Regions from separate parts of the Podarcis muralis genome. Here region 2 is linked to region 1. The links are chromatin contacts, called in public Hi-C maps. All regions are on one chromosome and are shown on one strand. Each heading gives the region's core, a stretch centred on a gene start, on an enhancer-like site or on the middle of the called end of the contact. The rest is flanking DNA. Distances are from core to core; before and after follow the strand shown. Region 1 holds the start of ATG5 (autophagy related 5). Region 2 holds the start of PREP (prolyl endopeptidase).

The links. A called contact is a pair of places that touch in the nucleus more often than the background predicts.
Region 2: a contact with region 1 is called in a Hi-C map of tail, with 2.4 times the contacts expected there. The contact joins the promoter of PREP here to the promoter of ATG5 in region 1. A contact is called at or near these places in 2 of 3 Hi-C or Micro-C datasets (blood and tail).

Annotation. Positions count from the first base shown.
Region 1 is chr3:72,264,263-72,271,128 of rPodMur119.hap1.1, reverse strand. It overlaps ATG5 (autophagy related 5), which reads right to left and starts at 4,457. Exons shown (of 8, transcript XM_028723083.2): 1 at 4,314-4,457; 2 at 1,531-1,693; 3 at 496-623. The coding sequence starts at 1,638. LOC114594009 (a long non-coding RNA gene) reads left to right here and starts at 4,709. Exons shown (of 3, transcript XR_013392286.1): 1 at 4,709-4,922; 2 at 5,438-5,532.
Region 2 is chr3:72,614,803-72,621,668 of rPodMur119.hap1.1, reverse strand. It overlaps PREP (prolyl endopeptidase), which reads right to left and starts at 4,188. Exons shown (of 15, transcript XM_028723064.2): 1 at 3,966-4,188; 2 at 902-976. The coding sequence starts at 4,010.

The DNA of each region.
Region 1 (6,866 bases), core at 3,208-5,707:
AAATGTGAGCTCCAAAGGTGGCATGGAGCTTTTAATCCTCATAGTTCACTCCTGATTTCAGCAGTGAGCGAATTATGTCTGCACAAGGCCATAGCAGCTCTACACCTGTAAACTGCAAGTTGATTTAATGGAAAGGAGAACCCTAGTTCTCAAGCTTATGCAATTCTCCGAGGCCATGTTTCATGTTGGACACATCTGAAACTAAGACATATAGCGTCATTTTTGTACTTGCAGAGACAGAATGGCTCACAACTGGAACTCTGTGCATGCACTGAGAAAGCAAGAGGGAAAGCACTTTAATCCTAATTGTGCAAAATAAAATGTTTTTTGGTATATTGACGTCACTGAGGAATTAATATCTTTTTTAAAAAGGTTGCCCACAATCTTTGATTTTGATAGGGCAACTTCAGTTTGCTTAGGCTTCCCAAGAACAATATGCAGTCAGGAAATATAGATGCTAACACTCTAAAATACTCAAAAAGTTAAATAACTTACCATTTTAGTGGTGTGCCTTCATATTCGAACCATATTTCTACAATATCCTCTTGTCTCATAACCTTCTGAAAATGTTTTTTCACTTTGTCCGTTACCAGTGTCAGGTAACTTATTCTGGGTAAAAGCAGCTGAAAGGAAAGGTAAACAGCACATCTTTATGAAAAGAATCACATGTAAAAGTTACATTAAAAATATTACTTGCTTTTCAGTCACATGAGCAGTACTTATAACATAAATAGTACTGGGCTGTTGATATGCAAGTTATGTTCTACCAAGTTCAAAGGGACTTTTATTCAAGTAAGTGTGCTAAGGACTGCAGTTTGAAAAGTAGTCAAGGTATATTCCACAAAACACAGCTTCTTCACAAGTTCCATTTAAATAAGGCTTCAGAGAGAATCTTGGGTCTCATAGAGAAATGATCTTTTAGCATAATAAACATATTCCTCCTATGGACAAATGGGACTGTGCCCAAACAGGAGAAAACTACTTGCAAGGACAATTAACCCTCAAGAAAAATAAAGCACACTGTGCTTAAAGAGTGAAGTTTCTTCTAAACAGGATGCTTAGGACTTTGTTGTCCTACTGAGTATTTGGAAGTCTTAGGGGAAATATTTCACCCTTGTTTTTTCAGGCTGCTGCTATTTCTTGGGAACAGAAGTTGAATCAATCTAATGCAGCAGCAGCAGATTATGGCATAGCAGCATCTAGGCTAGAATTCCTCAAACACATGGAAAAGCAATGTTTTTTTAATGGGCACTAAAACTGTAAATTTCAAATGTTAAGATTTCCAAAACATCCAAATAATTTTACAAAGTTAATAACAGCATGGAAATTCATCCAGTCACAAAGAATTTTCTGTAATGGAAAAGCTGGAAGAAGTTCCCTTAACAGTTCTTTGTTTAACAAGCATTATCTCCTCTTTCTTTCTATCATTTTTTCCAGCATCAAGAAGATGATGAAACACAGTATGTTCCTCAAGTATAGTCGAATACTAAACATCAAAATGATGGTTCTACATGTGTTTATAATACTTACATAGTAAGGTTCAGCTTCCCTTTCAGTAATCTCGTCCTGATATAGGGTAAAACAAGTTGGTATTCGCCCAAACCAAACATCTCTAAGTACATCTTTGTCATCTGTCATTCTTCCAAGAAGTACAGAAGCACATGTAGGCTAAATTATTCCCCCAGAAAAACCGCTACAAAATATAAAAATAGTCAGCTTTTAGATGCACATGAATCATATTATCCCTTTAGTGTACTTCCACAACACATGATAACAAAGGCATTTCTTCTTTTAATCTACAGAGGAATGGCTGGCTGAAGAAAGCTAGACAAAATTTTGTACCCCAGTACATTAAACACCTGTCCCCAAATACAAAAATGCTTAATAAATGTGAGAATTTTTTTCTCCTAGGTTCTTTTGCTGTTGTTCAGAAGTAGGAGCTGTGAAGGACTTGATCCAGATTAGGATCATAGTGCACAGGCAGGGATGGGTTTTGACCCTCTACATCACTTTGCTGCTGAAAATTCTGCCCTTCAATGCTGATATTTGTCCTCAATGGTGGTACTACAGCAAATGGCACCTTTGGGGAGAAACAGCAGTTTCAGAAAGGCAATTAAGGTGGGAGAGTCAATTGGAGGACAGAAACAATTTGCCTCCCTACAAATTCCATTTCTAAACAACCACCAAATAACAAGAGTAGGAGAAACAATCACACGGCACACATATTATTTATTTAAGGACTGCCTACTTGTAGTATTTTTTTTAATCTGTCCATTTTGATAAATTACATCGTCCTTAGGCTGCAAATCTATACCCACTTACTTGGGAATAAGTTCCACTGAACTCTGTGGGACTTCTTTCTGAAGATGATTCTTATTAGTTTTGCTTTTAAAATCATGATAGGGTGTTTTTTTCTTGAATCACTGGCACAGGCCCTAGTGAATATGTATTAACAATGAGAGGTGTTTTGAAAGTTATTCCTATAGGTGTAATACAATCAAGTCAGTTTTCAGTGGAGAGTGGCTTGCAAGTTACATCAATAAACTTTCAATTACTGATAGTGAAGCGTACTCATGAGCCTTTGGTAACAGACTTTGTCAAAAGCTTTTTGGAAGTTCAGGTATATGGAATTTACTATATAACCCTTATCTATATGGTTACTAATATTCTTGATATCAAAGTTTGCAAATAACTTCCCTTTGAAGAAGCCATATTGTTTCAACCTTGCTCTGTGTTTAAGCACATTAGTGTTAATATCTCTACCAATTTACCTAAGACACTCTCTAATGCCATAATTCAATTCCTAGAAATTGGTGAGACATGTCTATTCTCCAAAACTCTGGCAAATAGGTGGATTTTAATGAAATATATTCACTGCAATTTCACATCTTAAGTGAATGCCATCTCTCAGTGACTTGCTAACTAAATTGTAGTTTAGCTCTAAAACAGGCTTCCTCAACCTCGGCCCTCCAGATATTTTGAGACTACAATTCCCAGGATCCTTGACCACTGGTCCTGCTAGCTAGGGATCATGGGAGTTGTAGGCCAAAAACATCTGGAGGGCCGAGGTTGAGGAAACCTGCTCTAAAACATTATCCTTTGTGACATGTTTGATTGCTGTAATGTATTGTACGTGGGACTGTCTTTAACTATTCACAAACCAGTTAGTAGCCTAGCAGCTGTATTTTGAATTAACTAGGGCCAGTTACTGAGAAGAAACCTCTCTGATAAAGGATTTCAAATGCTCCATAGTGAGTAGCAAACAGGGAGAGTGTCTCCTTAGTGACATCCGGGTCACATAATTACTTTCCAAGGCTCACCTGACAAATACACTGCTGTCCTTTTGGCACCAGGCAGAAACTTTTTATTAATCCTGCTAAGTTTTTAGATTTACAGTATTTTAACAGTTGCTTTTATCACCATTTGATTATTTTATATTTTAGTATTATGCATGGGAAACACAGAAGAGCAGAATACAAATTCTTTAATAAACGAAACTGACGGCTTCTTACAGATATCCTTTCCCTAAACAATGCCTCAGATACGGCCAATTCAACATCCTCTGCAGTGGGGACAGATAAAATAGTGGCTTGTGCTTCTTCTGTACACCTTGGTTTGCCTAAAGGTCTTACTGCCTGGCTGATTTCATGTTCCTGATGTATTTACAGAACAAAGAGACAGAGTCTGAATATTGGTCCTCCTAGTCCAGTACTGTACATGATGACTGTACAGACTTCTCTGGGGGGGGGGGGCAGACAGAGGAGTCCTACCTGGGGACTCGACCCGCAACCTTCCGCATTCAAACCTTGTAGCGCAACGAAGAACTATGCCCCTTGCCCTGCTGGATCAGGCTAGCGGCCCACCTCGCCCAGTACCCCTTTCTCACAGGGACCAAGGAAATGCCTATCGGAAACTCGTAAGTAGGACCTGAGGGGAGACAGCCCTTTCCCGCGCTGTAACGAATATATATGGTTTCTGGTGGTAAAATGAATCCTCCCAAGCCTACCCTAAGCGCTATCGGGTGCCTTGAGAACACTCTACATACACCCAGGCTCACGTGTGTACGTGTGAAGAGGTTTACGAGGCGTGTGGAGGAATAAACCTCTGCCCCAGATGATGCCCCCCCACCCCCCTCAGGCAGAGAAGGGGTCACAAGGGTGGGGCGGCAGCCTCTCCTGCCCCGTCCAGTCTCCGCTCCCTCATCGTATCACCCAACAAACAAGCTTCCCCAACAGACAACTCCTTTCTACGTCGCCGCCGCCCCCTCCTCCCTCCTCCCTGATGGGGGAGGGGACAACGGAAGATGCCGTTACCTGGCAGTTTGTTTCTTTCCTTGGCCGGGCCACCCCCTGAGTGCGAAGCTCGCTCGCGCACAAGTCAACACTGCGCAGGCTCGGCTCCGCCCACTGAGCCTGCCTCCTCCTCCTCCTCCTGCTGCCCCCCCTCCCTTCAAAGTGCTCCGCTCCGCTCACGAGGCTCAGGCACCGCCCACTCCGTCTTGTCTCCTCTGCTCCCTCCGCCTTTCTCTCTTGGTCTTTCTGCGACGAGGGGAAGCAGAGGTTTGGCCGGCGGGAGGAAGGGAGGGCGGAAGAACGTAAAGTTTTAGGGCAGCACGACGCTCTCGCCAATTTCAGCTGCTTGGCAAACCGGAAGTGACGACGAGACAACGGCTCCTCTCTTGAGGCTTCGGCAAATGGCGTCACGCAAAGGCGCGCGTCAGATGGGTCTCTTGCTTTTGCCGAGTTCTCCCTGCAGGGGGCGGTAGATTCCAAGAGAATGAAGGGCTCCGCATTGCCAACGAGATGGCGGCTATTCTGAAGAACCGCAGATTAGCATAAATACAGGGTTGCCTCTGCTAGGCCTGCTGCTAGTGTTGGCGCCAACTCCAAACTCTCCACAGCCCGTGTAACTTTAACACAAAGGTGGGCCACCGTGTGTGTTGAGAGCCACATGCACTGAGGGTGATCTGTAGTGGGGGTACATTTGATGATGGGCTGGATGCATACAGGTGAAAAGTGTTTTTCAACTTAAACTTCTGCACACAATCATAAAGTCATAGGATTGTAGAATTGGAAAGGACCAATCTGAACTCTCTATTGTTTGGCCATTCTTAAATTGGGCCAATAGACTCTGTGCAAGGTTTCAGTAAGTTTGAACAAATAGTGTTCATTCATATAAAAATAATTGCCTTCCTGCCACAGCCAAACCCCCCCCCCCCCTTCTTGTCTACATTGGGAGTGTTAAATACTGTATCTACTTGTTGAGCACAAGCCAGTTGAGTAGGAATACTTTACTTCAGTGAATAAAATTAGTTGACACAGCCAGATTCTCTTATTTAATTTAGATTTTTCATTGACATGATTTTTTATTGACTTCTATACCATGCCAGGCTAACAGTTGTATTAGTATTGTTTGAAAGCATAATTCATGTCGACAGATACTGCAAAGCTTGGAGAGCCAGTCTAATAGATCTTCTGAGGAGATAAAAAGACCATTGGAAGAATGTCACCTCCAGCATTTTTGCAGCAACAAGTATGTACTTTTACCTATATGTGATTCCAATAGAAGGATATTTGCATTGCTTTGAACATGCCAGATATAATTATAAACTCAAGGTGAGGTTCTGTGAAGCTTGGGTGGAACTAAATTCATTTGAAAACTGGACAGACTGGTTCCAAATACAATAAATGAGGCATAAGCTCATTTATACTATAGCAGGTAGGCCGAGTAAATAAAAGGGAGGCATTTAAAAGATGGGAATGCACTGAAAATAACAGTATGCCACAGCAGAGACCAGAAGTTGCTTTAGATCTTCAAATTGAAGATTAGGTAGGATTGCAGCATAGAAGTCAATGTCAAAATGAGTCTGGAAATAACCCATTAGTCTATGTATCCAATGTGTCTATTTCAGTGGGCAGCAGCAACAACATGAAAATAAGGGCTAGGTACTCTGGCTTGGATCCTACAAAAAGTTCAGTGATAATTTTACCTTCCTCCCCCCCCCCAAAGAGCCTGTCTGGCAGGTTGGGTGGGTGGGTTTCCTGACTTTGCAGAGATTTTTCACGTAGCTTCAGCAGGGAGGATGTGACAAGAAACTTAATTCCATGAGGAAAATTAAGTTATCTTGGAATCCAAGCTATTGCATCCCATTGAAATGAATGGATATTGTGACAAGCGCTTGTACAAATTGAACCTTGAGGCAGGCCTATTTTGTATGGCACAATGCTGAAAATCATAGTTGCCTATGTTCCACCAAAAGAGAGGGCCACCTATCCATCAGCGCCCAGCTACGACACTCTTCCACCCTCATGCTAAATCAGCCTCCACAATGCACAACACTGCTTATTAGAAGCAGAGATGAGACGCAGTGTAGAAAGGTGCTTGAAGAGGAAACAGCTATAAATGGCTCCAGCATTGGTGCTCAGGTGTATTCCAGGTTCAGGTCAAGATTGCCTTGATGCCCTTGAGCTACACTCCAACTAGGGCTTGGTCCCAGAGAACTTACTCTCAGTGCTGAGGTTCAGGTCCTAGGCAGCATGTGATTAGAAAGAAAGTAGTGTATTTGATCAGGCACAGATTTCTCTCACCAGTGTGTCATCACACCAAGTCACCACACAAATGGGATGAGATGAAAGGCTCTCAGGTCATGGCTGTGGCTTCCAAAGAAGTCCCATGGCTCCTCATTTTAGAACTTAAGTGTTCCATTTAATAACTGAAGGAAAATCAATTGTGCATATAGATTAGCTATTTGGAGAGAAGGGAAAGAAAAAGAGAGTGCAGAGAAAGGGCCAAGCAGGGGGGAAGAGGGAGAGAGAGTGCCAAAGTGTTGGTATAGGAGGGATCATTCAGTTTGTGGCTTGAACGTT
Region 2 (6,866 bases), core at 2,939-5,438, 350 kb before region 1:
ACAAAAAACACTACAGTGCTACCTCGGGTTAAGAACTTAATTCGTTCTGGAGGTCCGTTCTTAACCTGAAACTGTTCTTAACCTGAAGTACCACTTTAGCTAAGGGGGCCTCCCACTGCCGCCGCACTGCCACTGCGCGATATCTGTTCTCATCCTGAAGCAAAGTTCTTAACCCGAGGTACTATTTCTGGGTTAGTGGAGTCTGTAACCTGAAGCATCTGTAACCTGAAGCATCTGTAACCCGAGGTACCACAGTACTCCAATCACAGCAATTGCCTGTGGACCAGTAAGACTTCCTACAAACACAAACCTTTCTGGTGTAAGATGATCATTAGCAGAAAACTAGTTTTTGCCTGAACTAATGTTTTACCTGAGACTAGTATCACATTTGAACAGTACCGTATTTTTCACTCTGTAAGACACACTTCCCCCCTTTAAAAAGTAAGGGGAAATGTGTGTGCATCTTATGGAGTGAATGCAGGCTTCGCGGGCTATCCCAGAAGCCAGAACAGGGAGAGGGAGCGCTGCGCAGCGCTTCCTCTAGCTGTTCTAGCTTAGCTGCACGAAGCCTAAGCAGGGCAGCGGGGAGCCTTCATCCCACTGCCCTGTGGAGGCTTCGTGCAGCTATCCCTGGCTTTTGCGGGAGGTGGGGGAAGGGACAGAGCATGCGGCTCCTTCCCCCACCTCCCAGAAAAGCCCTCAAGAGCCTCCTGAGGATAGCCCCTCCTGAGGAGTGCTACCTCTTCGCTCAGGAGGCTTCCTATTTCTTGTTTTCCTCCCCTAAAAACTAGGTGTGTCTTATGGTCGGGTGCATCTTATAGAGCGAAAAATACGGTACTTTGCACCTCTACACTGCAAAGGCATTTGCCCCAAGATGTCCAGAATTATAAGAAAGGCTTACCTTTGTTTGCTCACTATCAGGATCTTCAAGCCAGCTGTATGGATCACATATTTTACAGCCATGATAGTCGTCCACCTGATTTTAAAATATACAGAGAAATTTGTTTTCTAAAAGAATGCTTTACAATCACTTTATGAGTGGCATTAAATAAGTTAAAGGTAAAGGTAAAGGTACCCCTGCCTGTACGGGCCAGTCTTGACAGACTCTGGGGTTGTGCGCCCATCTCACTTAAGAGGCCAGGGGCCAGCGCTGTCCGGAGACACTTCCGGGTCACGTGGCCAGCGTGACAAAGCTGCATCTGGCGAGCCAGCGCAGCACACGGAAACGCCGTTTACCTTCCCGCCAGTAAGCGGTCCCTATTTATCTACTTGCACCTGGGGGTGCTTTCGAACTGCTAGGTTGGCAGGCGCTGGGACCGAGCAACGGGAGCGCACCCCGCCGCGGGGATTCGAACCGCCGACCTTTCGATCGGCAAGCCCTAGGCGCTGAGGCTTTTACCCACAGCGCCACCCGCGTCCCATTAAATAAGTTATTACAGCTTAATACACTGCTGAAAGCTGGAGTATGCAACAGGCATCTAATTTCATCAAGCTGCCCTGACAGCAGAATAATAGCCTCTTCCAAACAAATTAAGTTAATCGAGCATAACTAACCCAGAGAATTTATGTGCCGATGTAGTTTGTGGACCTTCTGTTTCTATTAATAAAGAGAGAACTCTCAGCCATGGATTATAACTTGGAATGGGAAAAAAGATGGGAAATGGAGATCAATACTATTAACGGCTTCTAAAAACACAACAGCAGTTTGGAACAGAAACCAAAGATAGGACTTCTGCAATCGCTATACTGAAGCCACAGGTGTCTCTTTGGATGTACTGTATTTTCACTCCTTAACTAGTTGCCTATTGTGCTCTCAAGACAGTAGACATGGTCAGGGATTTCGAATTCCAGAAATAAGTCACACTTGCTGGAACAGGACATCTGGGTGCATCTGCAAGGGAAAATGCTTGTGCTCTTGGTTTGGTGCTACAGCACTAAACAGCAAGCACTAGAAGGATTCAGGTGTCATAGCAGTCTGAAAGGACATTAGGCAGGGATGGGGACTCCAAATATTGCTGGACCAAAACTCCCATCATCCTCATGGGAGTTGTAGTTGGGCAATATCTGGAGAGCAAGTGGTTAACCACTCATGTTTTAGGTGAAGATGTCAGCACCTGAACTTGGGAGAACGTCCTTCATGCAAAGCCTATACATGTGGCTCTCCAGATTGGACTCCCAACTTCCATCATATTAAAAGCTAGTACTTCAGTGAGGGAAGATATATCTAGCTGTAAATTTAAACACAGAGAGCCTAAAGAAATGAGCAACATTCTGCTAACAGGTTATAAAAGACTGCAGTACGGCTGGAAGTTCTTTTGTTGCTAGTGAAATTCTACTACGTAAAACTCTGGGAGGGACTTCTGAACAAGATCAGCAATTTTATTTACAAAAGGCATTTGGAATGTTTGTTACCAGCACAGGGCAGAGCAAGCTTGACCCTTCTCTGCCTAATGAAATATTTGATTAAAAGTATTATTTTCTGTAGCCTATTAGCCTGAGAATGTTATAATTGGAACAGAGTCACAGATTGTAAGAAATGGGGAGTACAATTAAATCTATAATTTAAAGGCTGGTCAAATTCTTTGGTTATTTTATCATTTTTGTTTTCCTTCATAAAATGCACTACTTTTTCCATATCATGGAAAAGTAAAGCTGTTAACAGGTATTGTTTGTCAACCTTCCAGTTAAGATTTCCAACACAAAACTACAAGAACATGGTAAGCTGGGAGCGGAAGCTCCCAAATTAATAGAACTTGTGCTACAAAGAATTAAGAGGTAGTTTCTCTAGACCAGGGCTGAGAATCTTTGGTCTGTAAGATCCAACTCCCATCAGTCCCAGCCAGCAAGGCAAATGGTCAGGAATGACAGGACTTGTAACAAAATATTCATCTTGAGGGTCACAGCTTCCAACACCTGCTCTAAATCAGGGCTCACCCACACTTCTGCTTGTGCCATGCCTTGAAAGCATGTGTCTGAGGAGTTTCCTGATTGCCCCATGCTTTCTATGCACGGATTGGTTTTCCCCTTGCCCTGCTCCTTTCCAAGGGAAAACCTGATCAAAAACCTGAACTGCCATTTACTTTGATTGAGCGCTGAAGTGTGGTTTTCACCAGTTGGGGGGGGGGGGAGCAGCAGGACAAGAGGAAGTGTGGGTTAAGTCCTTTCTCTTCTGCTGCAAGGAAACACCATCTGTTTCTTTTAGAGATTTATATACCACTTGATTTTCAGAATTCCCAAGCAGCACTATCCATACACCAGCCCCAGCTGCACAACCATCCCTTCCCATCTAAAGTTCTATAATTTTATTATTCTAACCCAGCCCATTGTGCACCCCCAGTGGAGACCCACTGTGCTGCACAAAGCTATTTACAGGGCATATACTGTACAGGCAAGCCAATCTGGTTACTGGCCAATCTGATTTGAGGAAATTATGTCTTCCTGCTTGAGCAACAGGTGCTTGTTTTTGGGGCTCGTAGATTGTGCAAGACAAAAATATGTGCCAACATTAAACTTCTGCAGCTCACGCTGTGTCGTTGGGTGGCAAAAGTGGCCCCCGATCCTCTCCAGGCGTGCCCACACCTGCCGAAATAACCCCCGGCGGCCGTCCCCAGCAATCCCCACACCCTCAAGTAGTGGAGAGAGGCAGGAGATAAATGACACCGGTGGTTGGAGACCAAACCGGCCAGGTTGGAAAGACTGGTGTGTGGATGGGTGTGCAAAGGACACGGCCCTGCATCACACCTGCACCCATCCCTTCAAACACCTCTATTTCCGCATCAGGCTTGACGGGGAAAGCCCGCAGGGTGTGATAGATGCGGGAAGCCTTTCCACACCGGGTCGCCGGTGGCCGAGGAGGAAGCGAGGAGGCAGGAAGCCACCGGGTCCCGGGAGCTGCCCGGGACTCCTGGGGGGGGCGTGTTGGGGGGCTCCGGGGGGCGGGAGATGGGGGTCGGGGAGCTACTCACGGATGTCTCTTCGCGGTACACCTCGGGGTACTGGAAAAGCTGCATGCTGCTGGCGGCGGCGGCGGGTTGCGGGGAAAGGCAGGCGCCGTGGCGGAGCGGGCGGCAATGGGGCGGCGTGCAGGAAGAGGAGGGGCGCGGTGGGGCGAGGCGCCGCTCGGCTTCCCCTTCAGCCGAAGACAGGCGGGCTGGAGCTCCGCCGCCGCCGCCGCAGCCGCGAAAGGGCCCTCCCACTCGCCGGCGAGGAGCTGCCACCTCCGGCAAGAGGCAAGAGAGGCGAGCGGAGCAGGCAAAGGAGGCCGCGCGGCTCCCCCTGCAGTAAAGCGCCAGCATGGCCGAGGCCGTCCATGCATTCGAGGCTGGTCTTTCTCCCAAGGCATCCTGGGAACTGTAGTTTAGTCCCTCAGAGAGCGGCCGGCGCACCTGAACCCAGGGCAGCAGCAGCTCCCAGGATTCTTGACGGGGTCGGGGTGGGAATGTGCTTTAAATGTACGGTGTTTACGCAACCTGCCCCCCCCCGCAAACTCAGAAGCCGTGCTCGGTATTCTGGTCAGCCTGATAAAAAGTCTCGCCCTACTACGTTTTTCATAGAACGAGGGAGGGGACTCCAAATGTAATCTAGTCCAACCCCCTGCAATGCAGGAATACAAAGAGACTGCATATATATATATACACACACACACACACACACACACGCTCTCCCCCATCACTTTCAGAGAGAGAGATAAATTAGCCTTGTTCACGTGAAACAATAAACCATGAGTCTGTGAAATAGAAATCTCTTGCTTCTTTATCATAGAGTCGTAGAGTTGGAAGGGACCCAAGGGTCATTTAGTCCAACCCCCTGCAATGCAGGAATCTCAGCTAAAGCATCCATGACAGATGGTCACCCAACCTCAGCTTAAAAACCTCCAAGGATGGAGAGTCTATCACCTTCCGTGGGAGACTGCCCCCCTGTCTTTAACAGCTCTTACTGTCAGAAAATACTTCCTGGTGTGTAGTCGGAATCTCCTTTCTTGTAACTTGAAGTCATTGGTTTAGGTCCTCCCCACTGAAGGAGGAGAAAACAAGCTTTCTCCATCCTCTATGTGACAGCACATTTGATATTTGAAGGTGGTTATCATATGTCCTGTCAGTCTCCTCTTTTCTATGCTGCTACCCAGATCCTTCAACCACTCCTCACAAGTCTAGGTTTCCTGTCCCTTGAGCATCTTGGTCACCCTCCTCTGCACACACTTCAGCTTGTCATTATCCATCTTAAACTGTGGTGCCCAGAACAGGACACAGTATTCCAGGTGTGGTCTGACCAAGGCAGAATAAAGTCGTACTATTACTTTGCTTGACCTAGACACTATATTTCAGTTGATGCAGCCTAGGATAGCATTAGCTCTTTTATTTTATTTTAACTGCTGCATCACACTGTTGACTCATGTTAAGCTTGTGGTCCACCAAGTCCCCTAGATCCCTTTCACATGAACTGGCAAGCCTGGTGTTCCCCATCTTATATTGATGCAGCTGGTTATTCCTGCCTAAGTGCAGAACCTTACATGTATCCCTATTGAAATTCATTTTGTTAGTTTCAACCCAGTTCTCCAACCTGTTAAGGTCATCTTGAATCCTGATTCTGTCTTCTGCGGCACCAGCTCTCCCTGCCAGTACAGTGGCATCAACAAATTTGTTAAGCATCCCCTCAATTCCTTCATCTAAGTGGTTTATAAAGATTTTAAACAACAACAAGTCCAGAACAGAACCCTGTGGCATCCCACTTGTCACTTTTTTCCAGTGACAAGTGGGGTGACGAGGAACCATTAGTGAATTTAGGGATTTTCTGAATTTGCCATACAGTAAACACCTTTGAGGGAAGCAGGTGGTGCTGTGGGTTAAACCACAGAGCCTAGGACTTGCAGATCAGAAGGTTGGCAGTTTGAATCCCCTAGCAGTTTGAAAGCACATCAAAGTGCAAGTAGATAAATAGGTACCGCTCCAGTGGGAAGGTAAACAGCGTTTCCGTGTGCTGCTCTGGTTCGCCAGAAGCGACTTAGTCATGCTGGCCACATGACCCGAAAGTTGTACGCCGGCTCCCTCGGTCAATAAAGCGAGATGAGCACCGCAACCCCAGAATCGGCCATGACTGGACCTAATGGTCAGGGGTCCCTTTACCTTTACCTTACTGATAATTTTATCAGTTTATATTCATTGCTCCACATGCATTCAGGTGGGACCAGAGTTACAAAATTAGCTCTAAAGATCTGTCACTCCATCTTCACCTTTCATTCGATGATTTTGATATATCAGTAACTAGAAACTCTTGAAGAATTTTCCTTCCATTTTAATCTAATTTATCATTCTATTTTTAAAAGTTATATATTAGTATGGAACCTGTGCTTCTGAAATGTATCAGGAGGTGGCAGCAAAACTACACTGTTTCTGTTTCACTGACAGCAGTCGAAACATCTTAATTGTGCTCAGGTTGCCCTGACGAATACTTTACATTAGTATTTAAAATGTTTAGAACATTTTGATAAGAACAGCCAGCTTGATGGCTGTGTGCCTACAGATGTTCCCCTCCCAGTAATTAACCTTGCTTAAGTGGTTTCTATTTAATTGATTTTAACTGGTTTATGTTTATTCTTGCTTGACATCTTGCATACATAGACATAATTTTCAGTGTATGAAATAATTAACTCTTTCCAGAGCATTTGCTCCTTTGTACCAAAATCTCTTGTGGTAAGCAATAGGTTTTGAAAACAGTAGGTTTATTATGTTCATTGTGGGTGTGGATGTGCCCTGCTTGTGCATCTGTGCTTCTCTGCCTGTGTATATGCAATCTAAACAACAACTTAAGCAGAGCTGCCTTCAGGTAGCCTCTGGACCATAGCTCAATGCAGGCAGTCCAAGCTATCC